Regions from separate parts of the Gossypium hirsutum genome. Here region 2 is linked to region 1. A link is a contact called in public Hi-C data. All regions are on one chromosome and are shown on one strand. Each heading gives the region's core, a stretch centred on a gene start, on an enhancer-like site or on the middle of the called end of the contact. The rest is flanking DNA. Distances are from core to core; before and after follow the strand shown. Region 1 holds the start of LOC121227916 (28 kDa heat- and acid-stable phosphoprotein). Region 2 holds the start of LOC121227919 (disease resistance protein At4g27190-like).

Region 1 (5,663 bases), core at 3,110-5,609:
CTTATTCATTTGTCATGTCCACATTATTAGAGTATTAAGCAACTCAGCTTAGGTCGGTTAACAGATTAGTTTATGTTTGTTAAGTCAGTGAGGGTTTGTTTAGCTACAGTTATTTAGTTATCAACTCCTATCAGTGTATATAAAAGCTGTGCTAATCTCTGATCAAATAATAAGAAATCACATTATTGTTTTCCAGTATGCTGCTTCTTTTTTCTTGCTTTCTTAGCTAGTTTCCTAGTTGCCAAACAGCTTTGACAGTTTGTAGCTATAGCTTTACATGGTATCAGAGCTTCTGTTTTTCCTCACGGATTTGATTCTCTACTCGACTGTGGGTTCCATGGCTCTTCCCACTAGCCCTTCATCTGTCTCAGTCATTGCACCTATGATACCTCCTGCTTCTTCCACAGATGGAGTTTTTGATAGTCAGCTCTTTTCCACCAAGAAGGTTAACATTGAGAATTCAAATTACTTGTTGTGGCAACAAGTACTGCTTGCTCTCAAGATTCACAAACTTCAGAATTTTCTTAATGTCTCCATTCTTCCTCCTCAACAGTTCACTAAGGATGTAACTGGGGTGACTAAGGAGAATCCTGATTTTGAGAGGTTTGAGCAGCAGGGCAATGCCCTTGCCTCTTGGGTCTTGTCTACTGTTAATCAAGAGGTACTCTCGCATCTAATTAGTATGGACTCTACTATTCAGATCCGGAGTACTCTTGCTAGTATCTATGGTAGTAAGATCACTTCTAGGTTAATGTTCTCTAGACGTGCTTTGCATTCTCAACGAAAAGGTGATCTCTTCTTGAAAAAGTTTTTGATGAAGATCAAGGCCTATTGTGAAAGTCTGCTAGCTGTGGTGAGGTTATTAGTGAGCATGAGCATGTTACAGCGATTCTTAATGGCCGTTCTTCAGATTTTGAGTCTGTTATTACAGTCGAGGTCCATTTCTGGCTTCGGTCCATTTCTATGTCAAGGGCGTGGTTGATCTTCAGGTTCTTGAATTCAGTGTCAACTTTGTGGCAAAACAGGTCATCTCGTTGACCACTGTTATTATCATTTCGATGCCTCATATAAAAGCACAAAATACAGAGCAACCTGAGGCAAATATGTGTAATTTTGGTGTTGGGCCTCAAGTGCAATCTTGGATGCCCTTGTTCAAGCCTCCAATGCTTGTTTTTAATTCGTCACCTGTTGCAAGTTCACAAGGTGTTTGGTCTTTTTCTCCAGGCCCTTCTCCTTCTTGGTCCAATCCATTTGGTGCAAGTTCTAAGTTGCTTGTGAGTTCTCCTGCTCTAATTCCTAGTCCTCAAGCCTATATTGCTACACCTGAAGTTGTTGGGGACAATGCTTGGTACCCTGATTCTAGCGTAACACATTATCTCACACATGCAACTGCCTCAATAGGCGATAGTGCATCAAACAGTGGTCCGTAAGGTCTATGTTGGTAATGGCAGTGCTATACCTGATATGCATGTTGGGCAATCATCTTTGCTTACTTGTTCTAGACCACTACATATACGTTCTTTGTTGATTGTTCTTGGCATAACCAAGAATCTGTTATCCGTGTCCAAGTTCACAAAGGACAATCAGGTGTTGTTTGAGTTTCTTCCCACTCACTGTCGGGTTCACAATTTGAGAAGCAGAGACGTTCTTCTCCATGGACTGGTTTCTTAATAGACTTTACAAACTGCATCTGAATGGTTCTGTTAAGGCTCCTGCTTCTTCCATTTCAGCTGAATGTTGTGTATTTGAGAAAGTTGATCCTTTAGATGTGTGGCACTCCAGGTTATGCCATCCTTGTTCTCTACACTTGTGAATGCATTGCATCACTGTAATGTTTCTTTTCAATCCAATAAAGATAACTGTGTGTGTTGCATGTCATTTGGGAAAGGAACATAAATTGTCTTTTTCTCAGTCTATGTCTGAGTACACTGCCCCTCTTCAGTTGGTAGCTGCTGATGTGTGGGGACCAGCTCCAGTTCCTTCCAATGGGTTCTCTTACCATGTTGCTTTTACTGATGCCTGCACTTGATACACTAGGGTGTATTTTTTGAAGAAGAAACTGGAAGTGCCATCCATGTTTGTTCAGTTTCAAAGACAAGCGGAAAGGCTTCTGGTTGTAAGCTTAACACTCTTCAAACAGATGGGAGAGGAGCGTTTCAAGCTTTAAAGTCTTACTTGGCACTACATGGTATTTCTCATCGACTTACCTGTCCCTATACCTCTGAACAAAATGGACTGGTTGAATGAAAGCACAGGCAGATTGTTGATAAACAAAATTGACTTACCTGTCCCTATGCTTGCTCATGCTTTCATGCCTCTGACTTATTGGAATGATGCATTTAGCAATGCAGTATCTTTGATAAACAGGTTGCCTTCTCTTCCCTTAGGAAATGTGTCACCCTATGAAAAGCTGTTTAGTGTCAAACCTAACTGTTCTTTCCTTGGAGTTTTCGGTTGTCTTTGCTTTCCTAACCTCAAACCTTATAATGCTAATAAGTTACAGTGTAGATCCACCCAATGTATTTTTCTTGGTTATTCCTCACTACACAAAGGCTATCGTTGTCGTGATAGTACTAGAAAAGTCTACGAGTCTTGTCATGTTACATTTCCTTTCAAAACTGCTTCCAAGTCTGTACCACTCCCTTCCTCTAAACCCTCACATACTTCCTCTACTTTGCTTGTTTTTCCACCGTTGTCTTCCTCTGTGACCACTTCTTCATTTTCCAACAGCTCTCGTGCATCTCTTGTCTCAGCTTCTTTACCTAAACCTTCTAGTTCCTCACCTACAGTTTCTGTGATGACATTATTGTTTTCCAGTATGCTGCTTCTACTTTCTTGCTTTCTCAGTTAGTTTCCTAGCTGCCAAACGGCTTTGACAGTTCGTAGCTATAGTTTTACACATATAAGCCAAATTCAATTTTTTTTCACCATTCCAAGCATCTAAATGTGATAACTGAAAGGTAGACCTCCAAACAAATAAAGTCCAATCCAAACTAATATTCCCTTCAAAATAAGTAATAACAAAGATGATAAGAAATAACCCAAACAGCCAAAACCCAAGAAAACTACAACATTCAACCCATCATCTACCTTACAAGAAAAGGGACCGAACATAACTTGGCAAAAGTTCAAACAAAGCATCGATTTTGGTTTTTCAAACTTCGTAGTGTTTTCTTCTTCACAAAAATCACTCTCAAGATAAGTAATCACTTCTTTTCAGGCAATATATAGCAACAATACATGATAACAACAACAGATTTCCATAAAAGAAAGTTAACTAATAACAATCAAAAACTAATTTCACCGTATATATTTTATTCTCCAAATTTATAATCACAAATGAATTAAAATTAGCATAAAAATCTTACCTTCTTAAAAGTACGGGGACGAGCAGAGGTACCAGCACCTGAAACCATTAAAACATTAGAACAAAACAAAAACAAAGTGAGATTAATGATAAAAAGTTATAAAACCACTTAAGAAAACCACAAAGAATTAAAATATTTCTTTCTGGTCTCTCAATTTGACTCAAAGCTCAAATTTTTAGCCACACTGGTTAAAAGAAACAAAAGTATTTAAACATATTAAGAAAGAAAAAAATGGAATCTAATAATTCATCCACTTAATGCAGAATCATTTCTAAGTTTCTTCAAAACTAAGACTTAAGTTTAAAAATACAAAATTTGAAATTTAAAGTACAAAAAAGAAGAAGAAGATAAAATTCAATACGATAGAACTACCAATCCAACAGTTGAAAGCTTGGTTAGATCAGATACCTTTTAAAACCGAATGGAAATACGCATAAGTACATCACATGCAAACGAATTAAAAAAATACCCAAAAAGCTTCGAATCTAACAATTCATCCTTGAAATTTCAGAGTCATATCTAAGTTCATTAAAACCCAAAACTTAAGTTTAAAAGTAGAAAATTTTTAAGTAAAAATTTCCCTATTTTCTCTATTTAGGAGCTAAAATTTCTCAATCACAGACACACACAAAAAAGAAAAATCAATACGCTAGAGCTACTGATCCAGAAGCTGAAAGCTAGGTTAGATCGAATACCAGAAAAGTGTATTACAATACGTATGAAATACGTACATGCAAAGGAATTAATTAAAAAAGTATATAAATACGTAGAAAAGGAAAGAGGCAGAGTACGTACGGAGCTCTTCAGGAGTGGAGAAGTGGCGGTGACCGGTGGGCTTGCCCTTGAATTTTCCTCTTCCCATTTTAATTTTAATTTTAATATATATTTTCTGATTAAAAATAGAAATGAAGAAGCAGTAGAAGGTGAACGTGAGACCTGAGGCCTGTGACGGGAGATTTGTTTCTTAAGTACATAATTTTATGCCTGTTAAGAATTAGATTCTTACTCTAAAGTTTAAAAAGTTTTAAAAGGGTTTATTGATATAATAAACCCTTAAACTTTTTTTAAAAAATCAATTAAACCTTTTTCAAACTTTTTGTATAATTGAGCTTCAATTAATAAAATTGACTAATTATTCTTTCGAAAAATGTTAATTGTTAGTATTTAACAGTAAATTGACACCTCAATGTTAGGTCGAAAAAAAGTTAAAAAATATTTTAAAATAAGTACAAAGAATTTGGATTAAGTGATTGGATTAAGTGATTGTTCATATTCATTTGAATCTAGATAAACATCTCTCTAGATTCATTCTAGAATTATAAAAACTGTAAATTTTTATTAAAATTCCTAAAAAGTATTAGAAATCCTAAAAAGTATTAGAAATTAATTAAAAACCTGGAAATATTATAAAATTTATAAATAATAATTCATTAAAAATTCATAAAATAATTAGAAAAAAAATAATTTATAAATATTATTAGAAATTAAATAAAACTATAAAAATTATAAAAATAAATTAGTTTTATAAAATTTCATAAAAATTATTCTTCTCATTTTGATTAAATTATTTAACTAATATAACTTATGAAAATTAAAAATGAAAGGAAAAAGTATAAAAATAATTAAGCTCTATTTTATAATATAAATTGTTGATATTCATTTTTTTGGTTTAAAATATAAAAATAACAAATTATATTTAAAAATTTTATAAAATCTTATGATTAATTAATTTCTAATATTTTTTTTATAAATTTCTAATATTTTTTATAATTTTAATGATTTTAATCATTTTTTATTTGTTTTGTAATTCTAAAATGTATTTGGACAAATGGTTGTCCTTAATCAAATGAACCTAAATAGCCATTTGTCTAGATTTATTGTGTACTTATTTTAAAAATAATTTTATGATATTTAAATTTTTTTTTGCTGACGTTGTGTCTATTAACAACAATGTTTATGTTGTCATTAAATACTAATGGTCAACATTAACTAAAGGGCCTATTTAGCCAGTTTTGTTAGTTCAATGACTCAATTGGGTGCAAAAAGTTTGAAGGGTGTAATTGATTGTTTTGAAAATGTAACATCCTATACCTGACTCGAGCACACATGACCCTCACAGCTTTGTTCTTGGGAGCGCCCATACACCCCCAAAAGGCTTCTTACCACTTAAGTATTGCTACCCCTTTATATAGTCCAGGTCTCTCTCATGCTTTGTTGATGTGGGATTCGTTTAAGGTGTTACAATCATATCTCTTAAGGATTCAACATCCTTGTTGAGGTTTGCCCCACCATCGC
Region 2 (5,378 bases), core at 2,093-4,592, 190 kb after region 1:
ATGTAATTGCCCAAGGCTATTAGCAACTGACATTGGGAAGATATATTTCAAATCATTTTAGAAATATATTTGAACAATCTTCAGACTTTGGAGGCTTAAATGACGACTGGGCCCTTCTTGTTCTATGCTACTCAATTCAGCAATCGGGAATAACAATTGCATCGCATCACAATATGAAACTATAACCTCTTCAAGCTTTTGTAAAAAACCTTGCGGCTGGGGAGCATTGCACATCTCTTCCAAATGAAACATACCACTTAATGATAACTTTCTCAAATTAGAGAGTGTAGTGATTGGCACTTTCTGCTTTGATGCATCAATTAGGCATCGTATAGAGTGGCACCATCGAAGATCTAGAGAAGTCAACTTACTAAATCCCAAGTCCAAGCTCGGAATAAGGTTAGTGTGACCCTCCACCTCATTCAATTCAAGAGATTCTACATCTTCAAATAGTTGCTTGCATGTATCTACAGAGTCACTGATTCTCAAAGATCTTGAGATTGGATAAGTTTCCCTCTTTTGGAACCACGTGTTTCTTTTTATGCCAATGCAAAAATCAAAGCTCCATAATCTACGAAACACAAAGCTATCTGGAAGATGTTTAGAAGAAAAATCCAATGATATTACAACCAACTTTGGCAATAAATTCAACTCTGATAGGCTGTAATAGCTTTCCCTTTTAGTTGAATTCTCAGTCGCCCATTTTAATGAACTACAACCATGCAAGTATAGTTCTTCTAAATTGGACAATCTTCGTATTAAATTAGCAGCGATTCTTCGTAGATCATTGCAACACGATAAATCCAACAGTCTTAGATTTTCCAAATCACCAGCTTCAGTCGGCAATTCAATGATATCAGATCGACTTAAAGAGAGAATATGAAGTGTCTTCAGCTTCCCAAGCATTGAGATGTCAGAGAGTTCACAATTAATCAAATACAAAGTCCGAAGGTTCATATGAAATTGAAATGCAGCTAGAGATATCAATTGATTATTCAAAGCACAAACTTGTAATGCCTTCATACCCTCAAAGAATTCGCTTGAAGTTTTCATGAAACAATCGCCACCATGTAAAAGAAATTTGAGATTTGGGAAAACCACTCATTTAGGAAGTTCATCCGTTTGGTTAGTTTCGAAGGAGATTGCTATGTAATTCTTGAAACTTTCATCCATCGGGAGTGTTTCAACAATCCCAAAAGAAATCTCCTTTCTTGAAGATGCTATCCACAAAGCAAATTGGCGAACCACATCATGCATTTTGATATGCCTTTCTCCACAATCTAGCAACAAACCGGAGTTCTTGAGGGTCTCAATCGATGCAAGCACTTCACTTCTAACTTCTTTAATTGATTTCATGCCTTTATACAGCTCCAGTCCCCATGCATATCCTACCAAGTCCTCCATATAAATCTCATCATCTTCAGGAAATAAAGAGCACAACAAGAAACATGTCTTGGTCTCCATATTCTTCAAGTAGTCGAAGCTCGCCTCAAGACATACATAGGCATTTTCTTCATTAACATCCTCGATTTCAGTCAATCTACGATCTTTGAGTCTCCGGTAAGCAACTTGCCACTCGTGATAACTTTTACCTTTCAAGGCACTTCCCAACGGAACTATAGCTATAGGCAAACCCCCGAAATTTTCGATAATTTGCTTTGCTAGGATTTTAATATCATTATTAGGAGAGACATTTAGACCTGCTTTCTTTTCAAACAGAGTCCAAGCTTCATCATCATCCAAACAGTCAAGTTTTACCACGTTTTGACAATCCATAGCTCGACATACTTGTTGACGACGGGTTGTTAAAAGAACTTTGCAGCCTTTATGATCATCCCCAATTGGAATTCCTATCTTCTCCTTTAAGTTGATAGATTCCCAAATATCATCAAGGATGATAAGAATCCTCGGTTCATTCTTCAGCCTTAACCATAATTCTTGCTCGGATCTTCTTCCTTGTTCATTCTTCATATCAAAGCCTATGTATTGTGCAATTTGATCTTGAATTCTCTCAAAATTTGGCTTTTGAGACACAGTCGTAATCACAACTTTGCCAAACAAATTCAGTTTTGGAGCTTGACTTCCAACTTCATGAACCAGGGTGGTCTTGCCCACCCCTCCCATCCCCCACAACCCAATCATGTTGATATTCTCATCTTTTAAGGCTTCAATGATTTGTTTGAAAGCAGCCTTCGAAGATTCCGAAACCACAAATTCCTTAGAACATAGGAAGTCTATAGTGGGAAGGGCAGTAGGATCACGGTAACCGACTGGTCCAAGTCGACCAAATCTTTCCAAAAGCTTAGAGATATCCTGGATTTTCTTCTTTGCTTTCTTGCTTAATTGATATCTCCAACTACAATTAGGACACCAATTGAGACACCTCTTATTCAGTTGGATTTCCTCCTCCAGAGTTCCCATATCCGACAGTGTTTCGTCTGCCCTTGATTGCAAGTTCTGTACATCATTTTCAATTAGTAAAAGCCGGTTTTTAGCATCCTCAATCTTATGTAGTAGACGATCTCGTGCATCTGCAAGTTCACGCTTTTTCTCTCGGAGCTTTTCAACATTGTCCTGAAAGTGACGGACATAATCAAGTTGACGTCCTACCGGTTTCACCACACAGTCCACAACCAGTGTTGCAACGATGTTAGGAAGAGCAGCCCCACAAAATCCGCAACCCATGCTTGACAAGTTCAAATTGAAGAATATGATGTTCCAAGTTCAAACACTGCAGTGAATCATAAGTAATTACCATTAAAAAAAAATTTTAAAATCTAAAAGTGATTTGAAGATTAAGACACTACTTGTTATACATACCAAGGAAGGTGAAAGACAACTCAAACTATGAGAATCAATGGGCTGTTCTTTCAACTCAGTCCAGCTGAAAACACAATGAGAATCAATGTACAAATAAAATCATATAGGAGTGTAATGTCATATAATTATAAATAAAAAAGACAGTTAATTACTTATAAAAATAATAAATCAAAATATTTGTACCCTCACACTAATAATATTATACATATAATGATGGAAAATATAATAAACATATCCATGGCCACTTACCATTTCAAAATCCAAACAGTCTTTTAGCTCTTACTTGCTTCAACAAAAACATAAAAAGATGAGAACAACTTCAATTTATATATAAAAAAACAGAAATGAAGCATATATAAATAGATTTACTACACTTAGTGCTCAGAAGATTCTTACTTCAAAACAATTAAAAGGGATTTGAAGGTGGTTTTTTTTTTTTTATATAGCATAAGTAAGTAAAACTGAATACAAAAAGAAAGGGGAAAAAAAGTTTATCTTGTAGCCAGAGGATTTGTGTTATGAGATTACAGCAATATTGGGATCTAAATTAATGAAGCTGGTACTGATTGGTCTGCAAAAAAGACCAACAAGGCATGTCAGAGGACTTAGAAAAAGGTTAGTCTTTGGGTCATCTTTGTACTCGGTTTTCAACTTTTTCACTTTGTCCTAAAGCAGACTTAATAATTAGCACCCTGAAAAGAGTTAATTCCATCAAGCATCCCTAAACTATTACCATCATTTTTAATTGGTCCCCAAACTTCAAATATTCTAAATACATCCTTAATTTATCAATACTATAGCAATTGGGTCCTTTTGTTATTACAATAGTTAAACACACATCAAATGTTATGTTGCTAAATTTAAAATGAAAATTTTAAAGAAATAGAATCATGTTGCATAACTTTCAAAATTAAAAACAAAAATGCTGTAAAACTGAAATTAAAAAAAAATGAGCAACAATTATAATATTCATTTTTAAAATTTTCATTTTAAATTATGTCTATAACATGCCATTTAATGATTAAATTGGGTAAAATTATCTCTCTAGTCCTTCTCAATTTTGATATTGAGCAAATTGATCCCTCTAAAACAATTAGAGCAATCTAATTCTGTCAATTTTGAAAGTGATCAACTAAAGATAATTAATCACAACGTTAGTGTTTTTCATCTGTTTTACATAAATTTGACCAGTATAATAATAAATTTAGCTCGTCTAATTTACACATACTATCAATTTGGTCATAATTTAACAAATTTAGCTCGCAATATTTTTGAAAATGTTGAGACTAAATTTGTTGATTTTTTTTATAATCAAGACTAAACTAACAAAATACATAAATATCGAGGGTTAAATTTGTTATTATACCAATAAAAATTATACACAATTGATGAAAGATATTAACATCATGACTTAGTTGTTTATTTTTAAAATTGACAGGGATTAAATTGCTACAATTTTTTATAGGGCCTAATTTGTTTAATTTCAAAATTTAGGGAGACGGAAGAGATAATTTTACCATTAAATTAATGATTTTGGTAATAGAAAATTTTATTTGATATAACCTAGTTAGTTTAGAGATGTATTAAAATGATTTAAAATTTATGAATTAATTTAGAATGGGGATTATTTGATGCAATTAACCCATTAAAAAATAATAAATCTATGCTCTCACATTTTCCTTGAAGAAGTTTAAATATATGCGTGAGTGGATTTGTTTTAGTGGATTGGAAAGAAAAGGGAATCTTACTTTGCAACAAGTTGGTGCTGATTGATTTGCCAATCACCTCATGCTTTTTCCTTTTTGACAAAATTTCCCCATGCTTTTTCCTTGTTGACAAAAAAGTGAAAGTTTTTGGGTCATATTTTTACTCCAGCTTTCAAGAACAATTGGGAAATATTAAATCTATGCTCTCATATTTTCCTTCAACTTTCAATAATTGATTTTTTCATTGGAAACTATTTTCAGTTAGGGATGTAAATGAACCGTGTTTGAACGAACAAATATTTATTCATGTTCGTTTATTTATTTTAAGTTTGTAATTTATGTTCGTTAAGAATTTTAAATTTTTTTTATGTTCATTTATTTATAATTATGTGTGTTCATGTTCGTTTGTTTAATGTTCACGAATATGTTTATTTAATTTAATCAAACATGTTTACAAACATTAAACAAACATGTTGGTTAGCATATAATTGAACGAACAATGTTAATAAATAATAAACAAATAAACAAATAAACAAACAATAAATAAATACAGACACGTATACACGAACATGTTCATTGAATGCTTTATTCATTTCCAGCTCTATATTTTTATGAGAAAATATCATTAATAAATAAACGATTGAATAAACGAACTTATAAACAAGTCAATAAATAAGTTTGTTCGTGAATATAAACGAACTGAACACACCTTAGTTCAAAAATTCCAATGTTGAAATTATGGATTTGGACATCTTCAACAAAATTGAGCTTTAATAAAAGTTGAAAATATGTTAATTATTATTATTTAGTTATTAGTTAATATATATAACATATAATTAATGCATCACTTTT

What was found. Hi-C and Micro-C count contacts between places; a contact is called where the count stands out from the background.
Region 2: a Hi-C map of leaf shows a contact between it and region 1, with 2.4 times the contacts expected there. The contact joins the promoter of LOC121227919 here to the promoter of LOC121227916 in region 1.

What each region holds. Positions count from the first base shown.
Region 1 is chrA04:8,204,058-8,209,720 of Gossypium_hirsutum_v2.1, forward strand. LOC121227916 (28 kDa heat- and acid-stable phosphoprotein) reads right to left here and starts at 4,360. Exons shown (of 8, transcript XM_041110860.1): 1 at 4,164-4,360; 2 at 3,369-3,406. The coding sequence starts at 4,230.
Region 2 is chrA04:8,399,086-8,404,463 of Gossypium_hirsutum_v2.1, forward strand. LOC121227919 (disease resistance protein At4g27190-like) reads right to left here and starts at 3,343. Exons shown (of 4, transcript XM_041110862.1): 1 at 3,217-3,343; 2 at 3,070-3,106; 3 at 2,821-2,884; 4 at 308-2,731. The coding sequence starts at 2,685. The coding sequence ends at 1,102. It overlaps LOC121227918, which reads right to left and starts at 52. Exons shown (of 7, transcript XM_041110861.1): 1 at 1-52. The coding sequence starts at 33.